2 separate regions of the Zea mays genome follow, and region 1 is linked to region 2. A link is a contact called in public Hi-C data. All regions are on one chromosome and are shown on one strand. The core of a region is the stretch at or near the end of the contact, and the rest is flanking DNA. Distances in the headings are between cores, read along the strand shown. Region 1 holds the start of LOC103647038 (RING/FYVE/PHD zinc finger superfamily protein). Region 2 holds the start of LOC100193032.

Region 1 (7,154 bases), core at 92-2,591, 260 kb after region 2:
GCTCGGGCGAGGCGTGATCGAGTCGCTCGAATGGACTGATCCCTGACTTAATCGCACCCATCAGGCCTTTGCAGCTTTATGCTGATGGGGGTTACCAGCTGAGAATTAGGAGCCTTGAGGGTACCCCTAATTATGGTCCCCGACAATTATTATAATTCAATGATGGATAATATTGATGAGGTGACCGATAAGAGGGTGATAGCTTTGGGAGCAATAAAAAAGGACAAGATCATGGTAGCCAGGGCCTACAACAAGAAGATCAAAGCAAAGTCATTTCAAGTAGGGGACCTGGTGTGGAAGACCATCCTGCCTCTAAGGAATAAAGATCGAAAGTTTGGAAAATGGTCGCCAAGCTAGGAGGGTCCTTATAAAGTAAAACAAGTAATGTCTGGTAACGCATATTTACTACAAACATTACAAGGCAAGGATTTACCCAAGGCTTTGAATGGGCGTTTCCTCAAACAGTACCATCCTAGTATGTGGCAAGTTGCCTAAGAGAACTGATGTAATCACATCGAGTTAGTTGCTTTTGGTTTGCTCAACTCCACCAAAAGGCAGGGGGCATATGTTGAGCACTAAAAAGAGCACCGGACAGTCCGCGCAAGCGCAGAACAGATTAGGGTTCCGAGTTTCTTGCTATGTTTGTTGGCGAGAATCTCGGGATTAGCTCGGAATTTTGTTGGTAACGGGTCCAGCCCCCCTCCTCTATAAAAGCAGAGGAATACGACCGATTTAATCAATCAATCAACCCTCAACAATACAATTTATATTTATTCTTAAGAGTAGTTCTAGTCTAGTTTTAGATTAGTCTTCCAATTCCCAAATTCTTCGCTTCTCTTCGACTCTACGTCGATTAGAGCAGTCTAGGTCGGCCTGCCGAGCCTAGACATCTCCTGTGATCTCTCCTCCCCGACGGGGTCCCTCCCGGGAGCGAGATCCAGGTACCGTCGACGACTTCCGCCGCCCCTGCGCACGCGCGGATCGTCCGGCCCCAGGACGCGGGCCGTCCGACCTTCAGGCAGGAAACCCTAGCCTCGCGTCAGGCCGCAGACCGTCCGACCCCTGGCCACGGACCGTCCGCCCCTGTACAGAAAGCACCACCGCTAGTTCATGTTGAGTGATTGACGCCCGAAAAATGTGTCAACACTCGCCACATTAGAAAAAAGTTATTTTTAAAGAAATCTTCTCTTGGCAAATATATAATGACAACGGAAAAAGTGTTAAATGAAAATATGATATATGTGACAGTGGAAAATAGAAAAAAGTTATTTTTAAAGAAATCTTCTCTTGGCAAATATATAAAGACAACGAAAAAGTGTTAAATGAAAATACGCTATCTGTGACCGTGGCAAAAAAAAAAAATCCTTATTTGTGGCAACGGCCAACGCCTCTCGGCACGTGATCGGGACGATGCTTGGAGTTCGGATCAAAAAGTTTCTGCCGACCTCAGCGGACCCGAGGGCCAACGAAGCCCAAAGCCCACAGACGACGCTACGGCCTCGCCTTCCGTTTCTGCACGTTCCTTCTCTGGAAGCCGAGGCCCGCTCGCTCGAAGCGGCTGTTGCGCCGCTCAATTTCAATCCGGAGGCTGAAGCCACGGGGGAGAAGGGCGCATGGTTTCCGCAGCGCGCGCTGCATCCCTTCTGGCCTTGTTGCGGCCTCCGGAGCGCGGATCTTGACATCGGCGACGACAACGGCGAGGAGGAGGATCTTCTCACGGCACTGCGACCCTGCGAGATGGTAAGAGCTCGCGCTCCAGTTCCCACCCTCTTCATTTATGTGGCGCGTTTATTTCTCTTCGTTATTTGGTTGGCTAATTTCTTCGGAGAGTGTTAAAATCCGTGTGGAGCCAACCAACTCTGTGACGGCAAGGTGTTCGAGATCATGCGGATCACATTTGCTCGGCTTTCAGCAGGGAAGGGGAATCTAATCGGACGGAGTCGCGTTATTAGACCTATCCTATTCTTGTGCAGAACGCGCCCATTTGGGCAGGGGCTGGTAGCTGGTACTATTTTGAGAAGGGAACATGTAGGGTAGCACATATTAAGTTATGACCGGATCCAACACCCTTCCACAGCCTCTTTGTTGCCCTGCATTTTTTTTTTCAAAAGAAACACCCTCTACCACCTGCACCGTGATTTTTGCATGAAAGGGAGACGCGCGAGGACGTTGGACATAGGATGGATGGTCGTGTGGTGATTTAATATAGGTACCATGTGCATCGAAGACTCTATGTGCATGTGACGCTTTCTCTTTTCACAGGGGCGGGAGCGAGGCTCCTGCTCGAGGGGAGCTTTGGGGGGGGGGGGGGGGGGGGCATGACGGAGACGAGTCCCCAGCTCCTGGTTTTGCATAAGAATAGTCAAATATCTTGTCGTCCAGAAACACGCTATTACTGCCGTGTCTCCTAAGCCTTTCCATTATCAATTGTTGTGCCAATTTTCTAACTCTGAAACACTTTTGAATTTTGTTTGTGTGTGTTAGATTTTGTGTATAAACTACAGTTTCAGATTGGTAGAATCCTGCTGGCAAAAATGTTGCCAAAATGCCAACACAACTTTGAAAAGAGCTTACTTAGGCAATGAAGTCTTGTGGAGTGAGAGAAAAATTGGTAATATCAAGGTGCAGCTTGCCATGGCTAAGGAGGTCCTTCATCGGTTTGAAATTGCTAGGGATCGCTGCACTCTATCTGATGGGTAAGAATGGCTGCGTAGGAAACTCAAAATGCACTGTCTCGGCCTTGCCTCGCTTGAGTGTACTATTGCCCGTTCTTGAAGATGATCTGGGCGCCAATCACTACGAGGAGTACCAGCAACGGTGCTCTCTGCAGCAGCGTGGATGGTCCGCTGTGTAGGACCAGACAGTCCGCAACCTGCGGCAGGAGCCGAGTCTTCTCTCCGCTGAGCTGGATGGTCCGTGCCTGGTGGCCGCACGGCCTGCGTGTGCGCAGAGGTGGCGGCGTTAGCCAACAACACCTGGATCCGACCCCCGGGAGGGACCTCGTCAGGGAGGAGAGATCCTATGTTTTGTCTTGTGATCGACAGGCCACTCAAGACGCCTCCAGACGATGTAGAGTCGAAGAGAGGTGAAGGTTGAGGTGAAGAAGGCTACGTTACTCTCTACTCCTAGGGCAAAAGGAAAGGAACATAAGATATATTGATTTTGATTCGACTGCTGGTGTTTCAATCGACCGTACCCCTTGAAATATATAAGGGAGGTCTGGACCCGTTACTAGGCGTTCTCCAATAACTTGCACGAGTTTAGAGGGATAAACACGCGTGGAGATAGTAGTTAACACGCCTAAGGGTGGACCGTTCGCAGGCCGGATTGTTCGGGCCTCAGGGCCGGACCGTTCGGTCGCGCCCAGCGTCACAAACGGTGCTCAAACATGCCCCCTACCTTTTGGGGAAGCTGATTGAACCAAAAGCACTGTTGCAAGCTAGAAATAACTCGATGTGACAACATTGGTTTGTCTAAGCATCTTGCCACATACTAGGATGATATTGCTTCAAAAAATGACCATTCAACGCCTTGGGTAGGTCCTCACCTTGCAAGGTTTGCAACATGTAGGCATTGCCTACTATCACCTGTGTAATTCTGTAAGGGCCTTTGCAGTTTGGTGACCATTTGTTGAATTTCCGGTCTCTGCTTCTTAGTGGCAAGATGGTCTTCCATACCAGATCTCCAACTTGAAATGACTTAGCCTTGACCTTCTTGTGGTAAGCTTTGGCAACTATGATCTTGTTTTTCTCAATCTCTCCTAAAGCCACCAATCTTTTGTCGATTACTTCATCAATATCGTCCATCATCAAATTATGATAGTCCCTGATAGTTAGATCGTTATGCCTAGCAAACCTAACAACATTTAGGCTTATCTCCACATGCAAGACAATCTCCTGTCCATAAACAAGCTCAAAAGGAAAGACTTTGTAGCACGGTGTTTAGATATTCTATAAGCCCACAAAGCCTCAGACAAACAGAACCTTATACCAATGCCTAGAATGATCAGATATCTTATTCTTTATAAGGCTATTCAATGTCCTGTTACTAGACTCGGCCTGTCCATTGGCCTGAGCATAATACAGAGAAGAATTGAGCAATTTAATTCAGCAAACTCGCGTACCTCCTTTGACATAAAAGAAGCCCCCTAGTCCTAGTCAATGTTTGGGGAATGCCGAATCTATAAATGATATGCTTAGTTATAAATTCAATTACCTCCTCATGTGTCATGTTCTTCAGAGCAACAATTTCAGTCCATTTGATGTAGTCTGTGGCCACCAACACAAACTGATGTATTTTTTATGATGAATGATGAATTTCCCCTACAAAGTCCAAACCCCACCCCCTAAAGGACCAAGGCTTGATAATAGAATGTAGTTCAGCGGCGGGGACTAACTGTAGATCGCCGAACTTCTGACATACTTGACATCCTTTGTAGTACTTAAATCAATCGGCTATCATGTCGGGCCAATAAAAGCCAGACCTTCTCAATAGCCACTTCATATTTGGAGCCGATTGATGAGTACCACAAATTCCTTCGTGCATTTCGGCCATGACTAATATAGCATCATCAGGGTCTAAGCATTTAAGCAAGACATCACCAGTTGTTCGGCGATACAGTTCATTATCAATTAAAACATATTTGAAAGCTATACGTCGAACATTCCTGTCTGTCCTAATATTAGGATTACAGAGGTAATTAATTATAGGCACCATCCAATCAGTTGCATCGGTTGTGTTGTCAGCCGAATTAATTAAGAAAACGTTTCTGGTAACGTCGGACGGTTCGGGCTCCTTGCCCGGATGGTTCGAGCTCACCGCGGACGGTCCGGCTATGTAGCCTGGACGGTCCGGTTATGTAGCCCGGACGGTCCGCGACCTGGGGATTTGACGCAACACTGGTTATCAGACTTTCAACATTGTGAAATCTTCCTTGTTTTATCCGATAAACTGGTGCATCTTGCGTCAAAGTATTAGCTCTGCAATTCTCAGCTCTGGATATATGTCGAATATCGAATTCGTCAAAAGAACGGATTATGTTCTAACATTTTTCAAGGTAACTCTTCAAAGTGCCATCTAAACATTGATACTCCTCTAAAACTTGCTAGACAACTAGCTGAGAATCACCAAATGCCCTCATATGTTTTACTCTCATATAATCTGAAAGTTCTAAACCGAGTAAGAGAGCCTCATATTCGGCTTGATTGTTAGTGCAATAATTTTTAATCGGCTATAGAAATCAAAAGAGACATTCCTTGGTGAAACAAGCACGATGTCAACCATTGTCCTTCATTACAAACCGATTCATCAAAATACAGAGTTCAGAGAGAAATAGTGAGGTATGATATGTCTAGTTCCTGAGTATCACCAATCCGATGTTCTACAATAAAATCTGCCACAACCTGACCTTTCATAGATTTTAACGATTTATAAGCCAAGTCATATTCTATAAGTGCATAAACCAATTTACCAATTCTACCATTATAATTGGGTTTTGTAACATGTATTTAATCACATCGGTTTGACCAGAAACAACGCAAGGACTAGATAATAGATAACACTTAAGCTTGATGCATGCATAAAACAAGCATAAACATAATTTCTCAACGAAGGTGTACCTTGTTTCAGCATCCACTAGCCTCTGACTTAAGTAGGTCACAACATGCTCCTTTCCTCCGGCCTTCTGAGTCAAAACAACTCCGATAACTTTATCTTCGGTTGCAATGTATAACCTGAATGGTACTCCTGCGCTTGGTGCTTTCAATACTGGAGCCGAAGACAAATAATTTTTAATAAGATCAAATGCTTCCTGTTGTTCTGCCCCAAGTGAATTCAACATTATTTTTAAGCCGAAAAATAGGAGTGAAATCACATCAACCTTCCTGGCTAAGTTAGAAATAAACCTTCGCAAATAATTTACCTTGCCGAGAAACTTCTGCATTTCAAGCTTCCAGGTTGGAGCCCCCACATTCCGAATGAACTTAATTCGGTCGGGATATATTTCTATGTCATTCTCATAAATGATGAATCCTAATAATTTGCCACCGACACCCCAAAAGCACATTTACGAGGGTTAATTTTTAAACCATACCGACACATCTTATCAAAGGCTTTGCGCAAATCAGCTATATGAGAACCAAATTCAGTCGATTTAACTATTATATATCATCAATGTATACTTCCACAGTGTTTTCCAACAACTCATGAAAGATCAAATTTATAACCCTTTGTTTAGTGGCACCAACATTTTTTAAACTGAATGCGTAACAACCCACTCAAACAACCCAATAAAGCCTGGACATATAATGCATCTTCCTCGGCCATGAAGATCCGATTATATCCGGCATTGCCATCAAGAAAGCTAATAAATTTATTTCCTGATGCATCATTAATTAACATGTCGGTTACAGGCATATGATATTCATCTTTAGGGGTCGCTCTATTTAGATTTCAGAAGTCGATACATACTCTGAGCTTACCTGAATCCTTCTTCTTCACCGGCACAATATTAGAGACCCATTCTGCATATCTGCAAGGCCAAATAAAGTTAGCTTCCAAGAGCCGGTGATTTTTTTATCCTAGGGAGTAAGTCCGGACGAAACGATCTTGGTCTCTGCTTAAAGGCCTGGAACTAGGCTTATTAGGTAACCGATGCTCCACTAGCTCTCGACTTAATCCTAGCATCTCAGTGTAGCTCCAAGCAAAGCAATTAGAGTATTCTTTTAATAAACCGATCATTTCATTCCTAGGATCGGTTTCTAGGGTCTTGTTCACAAAAGTCGTCCTTGGACTTTTACCTTTCCCGATGTCAATCTCCTCCAAAAGATCGACCGATGTAAATCCCTGTCCTAATTTGTCGAGATCTCTAAATTCTCCTATTGTGCATACCTCAAAAGAGTTCGAGGCTCTCTGCGCATCTGCGGACTGTCCGACCTTAGGGGCCAGACTGTCCACGGAAAGCCTTGGTCCTCATTGCCCATGCAGATATCCAACAAAATAAAGGCCTTTTTCTACACTGCCCTGCTCACTGACATTGGGAACGGGTCTTCAACCTTATTTTGGCAGGATCGTTGGGTCCACGGAAAGAATATTGAAGACATTGCTCCTCGACTGCTTGCAGCGGTGCCAAAAAGGATTAGGAACAGCAGAACTGT
Region 2 (7,004 bases), core at 3,261-5,760:
AGAAGCCCCTGAGCAGCAGTCGGTTGGTGGAGGCAAGTGTCCCTTGACCTATCTCTGTCCTATTCATTCTTTAATTCACCTCCCGCATTACACATTTATGCCTAAGAATTTACTAGCTTTGTTATCCATGTCCTTGTTTACCTATTTGCGTTGGATTATTATTGCTTAGTCTTATGCTATTGCTCAACTCTAATCAATGAACATGATGAGATTATCTATGATACGCTGTTTTCCCCTCTCTTATTATGATGTTATACTTGTGGCCTTTAAGGGGGCTCGAGCGGTTTCTCGAGTGCCTCTCCATAAGGACCTGTTCTTTGGATGACCGCCCGGAAAAACAGTGCAACCATGAGGGTGGAATGGGGTGCCCTTAGCTGAATAATTAGAGGATCCGGGGTGTAGTTCGCTTAGCCGTCGTGCCGTCAATGGGGCTCGGTGTATGCGGCTCGCTCTGCCAAGCTTGGGTTCGCCCCTTTGGGAGGAGTGCGGTGCATTTAGGAAACCTAACGGGTGGCTACAGCCTCGGGAAATCTTTGTAAAGGCTGCGTAGTGATGCCCTGCTGGGTCACCTTGGTAGTGATCAATGGAGAGTCATGATCTCCGGGCAGAAAGGGAATCACAGCTTGTGGGTAAAGTGCACAACCTCTGTAGAGTGTTTGAAAACTGATATATCAGCCGTGCTCGCGGTTATGAGCGGCCAAGGGAGCTCCAGTGATTAGTGGTACTTGATCAGAGATGTTCGGATTTGCAGGTGGCAATGAGATTAATGGTTCTTGGTATTGACTCTGGTAATGGTAAGTGGTGCTCTTTCCGTTTGGAAAGGAGTACGCTTGGGTTAATAACGTGGGTTAATCATAAAACTTGGCTTTCTCTACTAGTAATAATAATCTGAACTACTAAAAGCAACTGCTTGACTTATCCCCCACATAAAGCTAGTCCACTATAGCCAAACAGGACACTTGTTGAGTATGTTGATGTGTACTCACCCTTGCTCTACACACCAAACCCCCCCAGGTTGTCAGCATTGCAACCACTGCTCAGGAGAAGATGAAGCCGTGGAAGGAGACTTCCAGGAGTTCCAAGACTACGACGAGTTCTAGGCGTGGGTTAACGGCAACCCCCAGTCGGCTGCCTGTGAAGGCCGCATTTATCTATGTTTCTTTTCCGCACTTTGATTTATTGTAAAGACTATGTGGATGTCTCAGGCATATGATGTAATCGACTATTATTCCCCTTTTTAATACTATTTGAGTATTGTGTGATGATGTCCATGTTATGTAACTGCTGTGTACGTGAATTGCTGATCCTGGCACGTACATGGTTCGCATTCGGTTTACCTTCTAAAACCGGGTGTGACAGAAGTCCATCAAGAAACCTATATAATGAGGGGTGGAGGCATAGTTAGGATTAACCTAATTCGCCCACCAGCACACCAGCCGTCGTGCTTGTCTCGCCCTCGCCACACCACCACTATGGACCTAGCAGTCCAGTACGCAACGCTTCTTCCCTATACGTGTGGATACCTCAGAGGTGCTGCATCTAGAGCACTAAGGCTAACCGCGCGAGGACGTGAAGGACGTTGACGACTACACGACACTGCTTGATGCGTTCGTCTGCATCAAGACAGTTTCTGCTGTCTTGTGCGTCTAGTGGTAATCCTGTGACCTATAATAGCAGTAGATCTCTATTTTGTGAGGTTGAAAATTTTGTTTTGCGCTAGTGTAGCCTCTCCATAATCCTATAGCTTGACCCTCGCATGGGCTTCCCTTTGCGTAGGGGTACCAACAAGGATTAGTAAGAACCTTGCGTGGTTCTTAATATCTCGATAAAAATATCGTCACGTCTATGAGAGTTTATATTCTCTACCACTCTTTAGCTTTCACATTTATTGTTTCCTTAAGTTGTGCTCTTTACCATTCTTAGCTTAGGACATATGCTCATTGGTAGGACTAGAACTAAGGTTGCATAACTCCGATTGTGGTAGAGATAGAAACATTTAGATAAAACCAAAGTGTACATTCTTGTTTGGTTATTTGTATAGGTTTTGTTTAAGAGATTTATTATTGGCCTAGTTTAGATCGAGAAAAATAGAAGTTCTAATTCATCCCCACTTAGTTGTCCACGTTCCTTTTAGTTAATCACTCGAAATGTCAAACAAATCTATAAAAAATAAGTTTAACCTCAAATATAATAAACATATGGTTACATAACTTAGTAATTAAAAAAACAAGTCGAACAAGGATTTTCTTTTAGTTAAGATGGGATTTATTATATGATAATAGTGGTATGATGCAGGTATTTTTTACTCACTGGTACACGGATATGGGTAGTACCCATCCGTACTCGTACCCGTCTAACCAACGAGTAGAGGTTCTTGCCAACTAACATACATACGGGTAAAAAATCATATCGGATAAAACCGGCCAGGTATTTGGGTTTCAGGTACCCATTACCATCTCTATCGGGAGGGGGTTGAACAAAATATATCCTAGTTAGAAGCTTGAAGGAGCCCGACCTCTTTTTTTGTAAATGGTGGCAAAGCATCAAAATTTTGGCTTGTCCTAGCTCCCTCCAACGGCTGGGCTCAGATAAAGTTGAACAAAATTTTAGTTAAATAACAAAAAATGACATATGTGGTATTTAACTACAATTAAAGGATGTGATCCTCTACCAAACTTCTATTTTAGAGCAAATATAATAACATGTTGTAAGAAGGCTAAATGCTAATTTGGAAGAGAGAGAGAGAGAGGGAGCAAAGGAGAGGAGAGGAAGGAGAAGTGGACTATAAACTTACAGTCAGCTTAGACACGAGAACCAAAAAACTTGTGAGAGAGACAAATGGACCATGCATAAATTGTGAAGGGCTAATTATTATACATATCAGATATAAGGTAGCCTGCAAAGATCCTTATAGCCAGCAGTTGACTATATTATTAAGTTTGCTCTTAAAACCAAAATAGGTGAAGTCGTAGCCTTTATTACGCATAGGAAACCAATTGTATTCATACATGTCTCTCTAGCACTTCCTTGCCCTCCACATTCATAAATATGAAAGAGAAAAAAATCTTCTTCATCGACCTTCCTCGAAACCTTTGACCCCTTACTTCCTTAGGCTATCTCCAGCAGCTTTCTTATCTCATCCCCTATCACAGTACTTATTTCAAACACTACTCCGTAAGCAATGCTGCCTACAGTGCAAAATCGTGTTTTACATGGCTATACACATGATGTGTTGGTCAACCTTAGGTTTCATACTCATACTCTCACATGTTAGTAATCCTAATGCAAACTTTGAGTCCCTCGTGCTCAAAAGCAAGAATATACATCCCGACTGTGTTTAGGGCACGTTACACGAACCATTATGAACCATGGATTTCTAAGGCTGTCCGCAGTAGATCATGTAAAATAGAGAATTTGCACTGTAGACGATACTATTTGTAGAGTGGAGTTTGAAATATAAGATGAGATAGAGGATGTGATAGGGTAGCTTCTCAAGATAGCTAAATGCTAAGCTAGCTGAGCATATACATTTAATCATAAGCTGACACTCGCATGAAACGTCAACACTTGTTCATTTTTGGGAACCTTTGTTGAAATGATTTGCCAACATGTTGAAAGGTCCGTGTTTCAAAGAAAAAAGTAATTGAAGGATTGGGGTAGATTTTGAGTGTTTGATTGCATATCTTATTGGTTTTTCATAGTTGTCAACTTAAAGCCATATCCTAATGACTTATAAGTAATTATGATATTTTTGGACTTCTATACTACTTCTATACTTTAAAATAAGACATAAAAACAACATTAGAAAAATATTGCACCTTCGTGAGAAAATGTTCTACTTACAAACTAAATGTGCTTACCAAGAAAAGTATAGAATATGTTTTAGTTCTATGAATAAAATCTTTTAGATCCACTATGAAAAACGTTGTAGCCTCATGAGAAAAAAAACCTAGTTTCCTAACCAAATGTTCCATATTTAGGAGAAATTTAATCTAGCACATCGAAGAGATTTGTTCTAATATCACCAGAAAAATGCTACCGATTTGGTAAAAAAATGCTTATGACATTTATGTGAAATAAAAAAAGATTATAAAACATGAACCAGAACATAAAGTTAAAAAGACCAATACCAAAATTTACCCTACGGTAATGATAAAAAATGAAAAAATCCACTACTGGATCTGGAAAAATAGAGATAACTATTAGATATAAGTTATAATGAAATGTAAGAGCAATAAAAACATAAAAAATAGAAAAATAAGAACGAAGTGTCATGGCAAAATGAAAGAAAAAAATAAAAAGGAAATGGAGAAAGAATAGTTTTTCTCCAGTTTGATGGGCCGCTTTCTCCAATGAAGAAGCGTAGTCATACGTGCGTGCACGTGCAGGAAAAGAAAAGGAGAGAGGAATCGGCCCAGAGAGCGGGCAACGAACCAAGCCGTAAACAGCCCCGGAAAAATTACTCTTGTGGGTTCCCACCTGGCGACTGTTTTTCTTCTCCAGTACACCTCGCCAGCGCGATAACTTAACTGCGGCGGCAGCCGCCGGCCCGCCGCCCAGCTGCGCAGGTCTTCGTCGCGCCGGCCACTAGAACGCAGCACATAAGGTACGCCGGCCCTTCCCCTTCTCTTCCCTTTCCTTCCCTGTGTGCAAAATTGAGCACCCGAACCCTAACTTGAGCTACTTGCTATTTGTATTCGGATCTGTTCTAATCACAAGCGTGTACATGTATTATGCCTACTTAACTTCGGTTTTTCTACCGGGTGTGCATGTCGAAGCCCATGCCCTTTATTGGCTCCATCTCTGTTGTTGTCTGGTGCCCTACTGATTCAGTGCATCCATCCACTGGCGGCCCCATTAGGTTCTTCGTTACGGAGTAAGATCAATTTTAGCCATGGTGCTGGCGCAGCTCGTTTTTCTGAAGTTTCGGGACTTCAATTGAACCCTTGAGTGGACAGCCACAAAACCATGGCTGCGGTTGCCGGCGTGTCGGAACCGCCAATGGTGGAGCAAGTGATCACTGAATTCTTCGCCAAGAGCCTCCACGTCATCCTGGAGTCGCGCTCACCCTATGATTCGTCGCGGAACTTCACACTGCCCTCCCCACCGTCGTCGCCACTGGCTGGCAGCCAGCCACGTGACCGGTGGTTCAACCTTGCTCTCCGGGACTGCCCTGCCGCGCTTGAGAATTTTGACCTGTGGAGGCAGAGCAACCTCGAGCCTCTGGTCATTGACATTGTCCTCCTGCAACGTGACAACACCAGAACCGCCAGTGTCGAGGCCAGCAGGATCATCGAGAGGTGGGTAATTAAGTACGAAACTAGCAGGTCTGGCAATGTTATCAAGAACACTGACAAGAACGCTAGAAGCAGCTGTTCTCAGGATCATAGCTTGTACAGGAGGGCGTACATTGGCTCGACAGTGTTGTTCCGGTCATTGTATCTGGTTGTCAGGCTCTTGCCAGCATACCATCTTTTCGAGGAGCTCAATTCATCTGGAAGGATCTGTCCGTTAAGCCTCTTGCACAGGATTTCATCATTTGTTGAGCCATTCACCCGCGCAGAGGATGCAGAGATGAAACACTTTGCATTTGCTCCGATTGAAACTCTGCTTGGTTCCTTAAGCTTGTCAGTTTCGTATGTACCTGTGTTGGAGTTGGCTGCAGTCCCAGAGCAGTCCACACCAATGCCACCTGAACTTATAAAGGATTATGTCGGAAGCCCCACAACAGATTTTCTTAGGAAGCTTGATTCCCTACCTTCAGATGGCATTGCACCTGCATGTTTTCCAGTGACCAGGCGGCACAGTTGGAGCACTGGGCATGGAGTTAGACCACCGGCATCACCATTTCTTATGAGTTCAGAACCCCATGGACGCCTACAGCCATGTATGCCTACCGATAATTCTCCGACAGCATACATACATCCACATATTACATCATCATCTGAGAAAAAGAGAAATACAGTAAATGAAGAGTGTTATTCATCGCCACCTCTGTCTCCATCACCATCTCATCCGCCTTCTAGCTACCCAAGAAATCCTTTCTTCAGATATGGGAGTGCTCCATTAAGTATTCCCACAGTGAGGGCTGGCGGAGGTGGTAGCAGGCTGCCTCCTTCTCCACGAAGGAAGGATAAACAGCAATGCTCATCTCAAAATGAGAATCTGACACATTCTCCCAATGATAAATCAATAGTATCAAAGGATTTGGTCAAGCTTAGTGAGTTTCATAATGCGAAGTATTTGCAAAAGGTAATTGCATGTTTTCTTGTAATCTCCAACAAAATGTGAACCTTGAGGAACACTAACTGTTATGTGGTTCTCTTGGAGGACTGGATCTCATTTCTGACTTATAAGTTTCTGGTTCTGCTTCTTGCTGCAGGTTTTATCGTTTGGTAATGATGATTTAATGTATTTTCGTGGACTAAAGTTGACCCATACCTCCAGCAAACTTTTCATCATGGATGAACTGGATGAACGGGAGTTGGTTTTTGCATGGGAAGATAAAGACACCATCATTGATCAGCTTAACAGGTTCACTTTCTGGTTTTTGACGAAAATATGTATACTTCATTACATTATGCCATGATGCCATCATTGATCAGCTTAACAGGTTCACTTGCCTGCCATCAGTTCAATTTGTTTTTCTGCTATTTTATTGCATTTGGTCAAAGTTGATTTCTTTTACATGCATAACCTCATGAATGCATGTACCTTCTCTATGTAAATATATGATCTAGGTATCTGATAAAGTTTGAACACCTTTATTTTGGTTTACTAGTTAATAGCACTATTTTTACTCTGGGAATGCCATGGCATGGATTATTGCCATTCACAAAGTGGTCATTTATGTACATAGCTTAGGTAATTTTTTCATGAACTATCTTGGTTTTCAGAAGGCCTTTGAAGCAACAATATTAGAACAAGTCTTCATATTTAAACTGCATGTTATAGGTTTTCACATTTCTATAGGGAAAACTGGATTATTATCTCCTAGAGGATAT

The links. Hi-C and Micro-C count contacts between places; a contact is called where the count stands out from the background.
Region 1: a Hi-C map of leaf shows a contact between it and region 2, with 4 times the contacts expected there. The contact joins the promoter of LOC103647038 here to the promoter of LOC100193032 in region 2. A contact is called at or near these places in 2 of 25 Hi-C or Micro-C datasets (ear and leaf).

Annotation. Positions count from the first base shown.
Region 1 is chr2:144,686,692-144,693,845 of Zm-B73-REFERENCE-NAM-5.0, forward strand. It overlaps LOC103647038 (RING/FYVE/PHD zinc finger superfamily protein), which reads left to right and starts at 1,342. Exons shown (of 7, transcript XM_023301652.2): 1 at 1,342-1,740. The coding sequence starts at 1,411.
Region 2 is chr2:144,427,034-144,434,037 of Zm-B73-REFERENCE-NAM-5.0, forward strand. LOC100193032 reads left to right here and starts at 4,511. Exons shown (of 4, transcript NM_001358526.1): 1 at 4,511-4,606; 2 at 4,862-6,252; 3 at 6,383-6,534. The coding sequence starts at 4,969.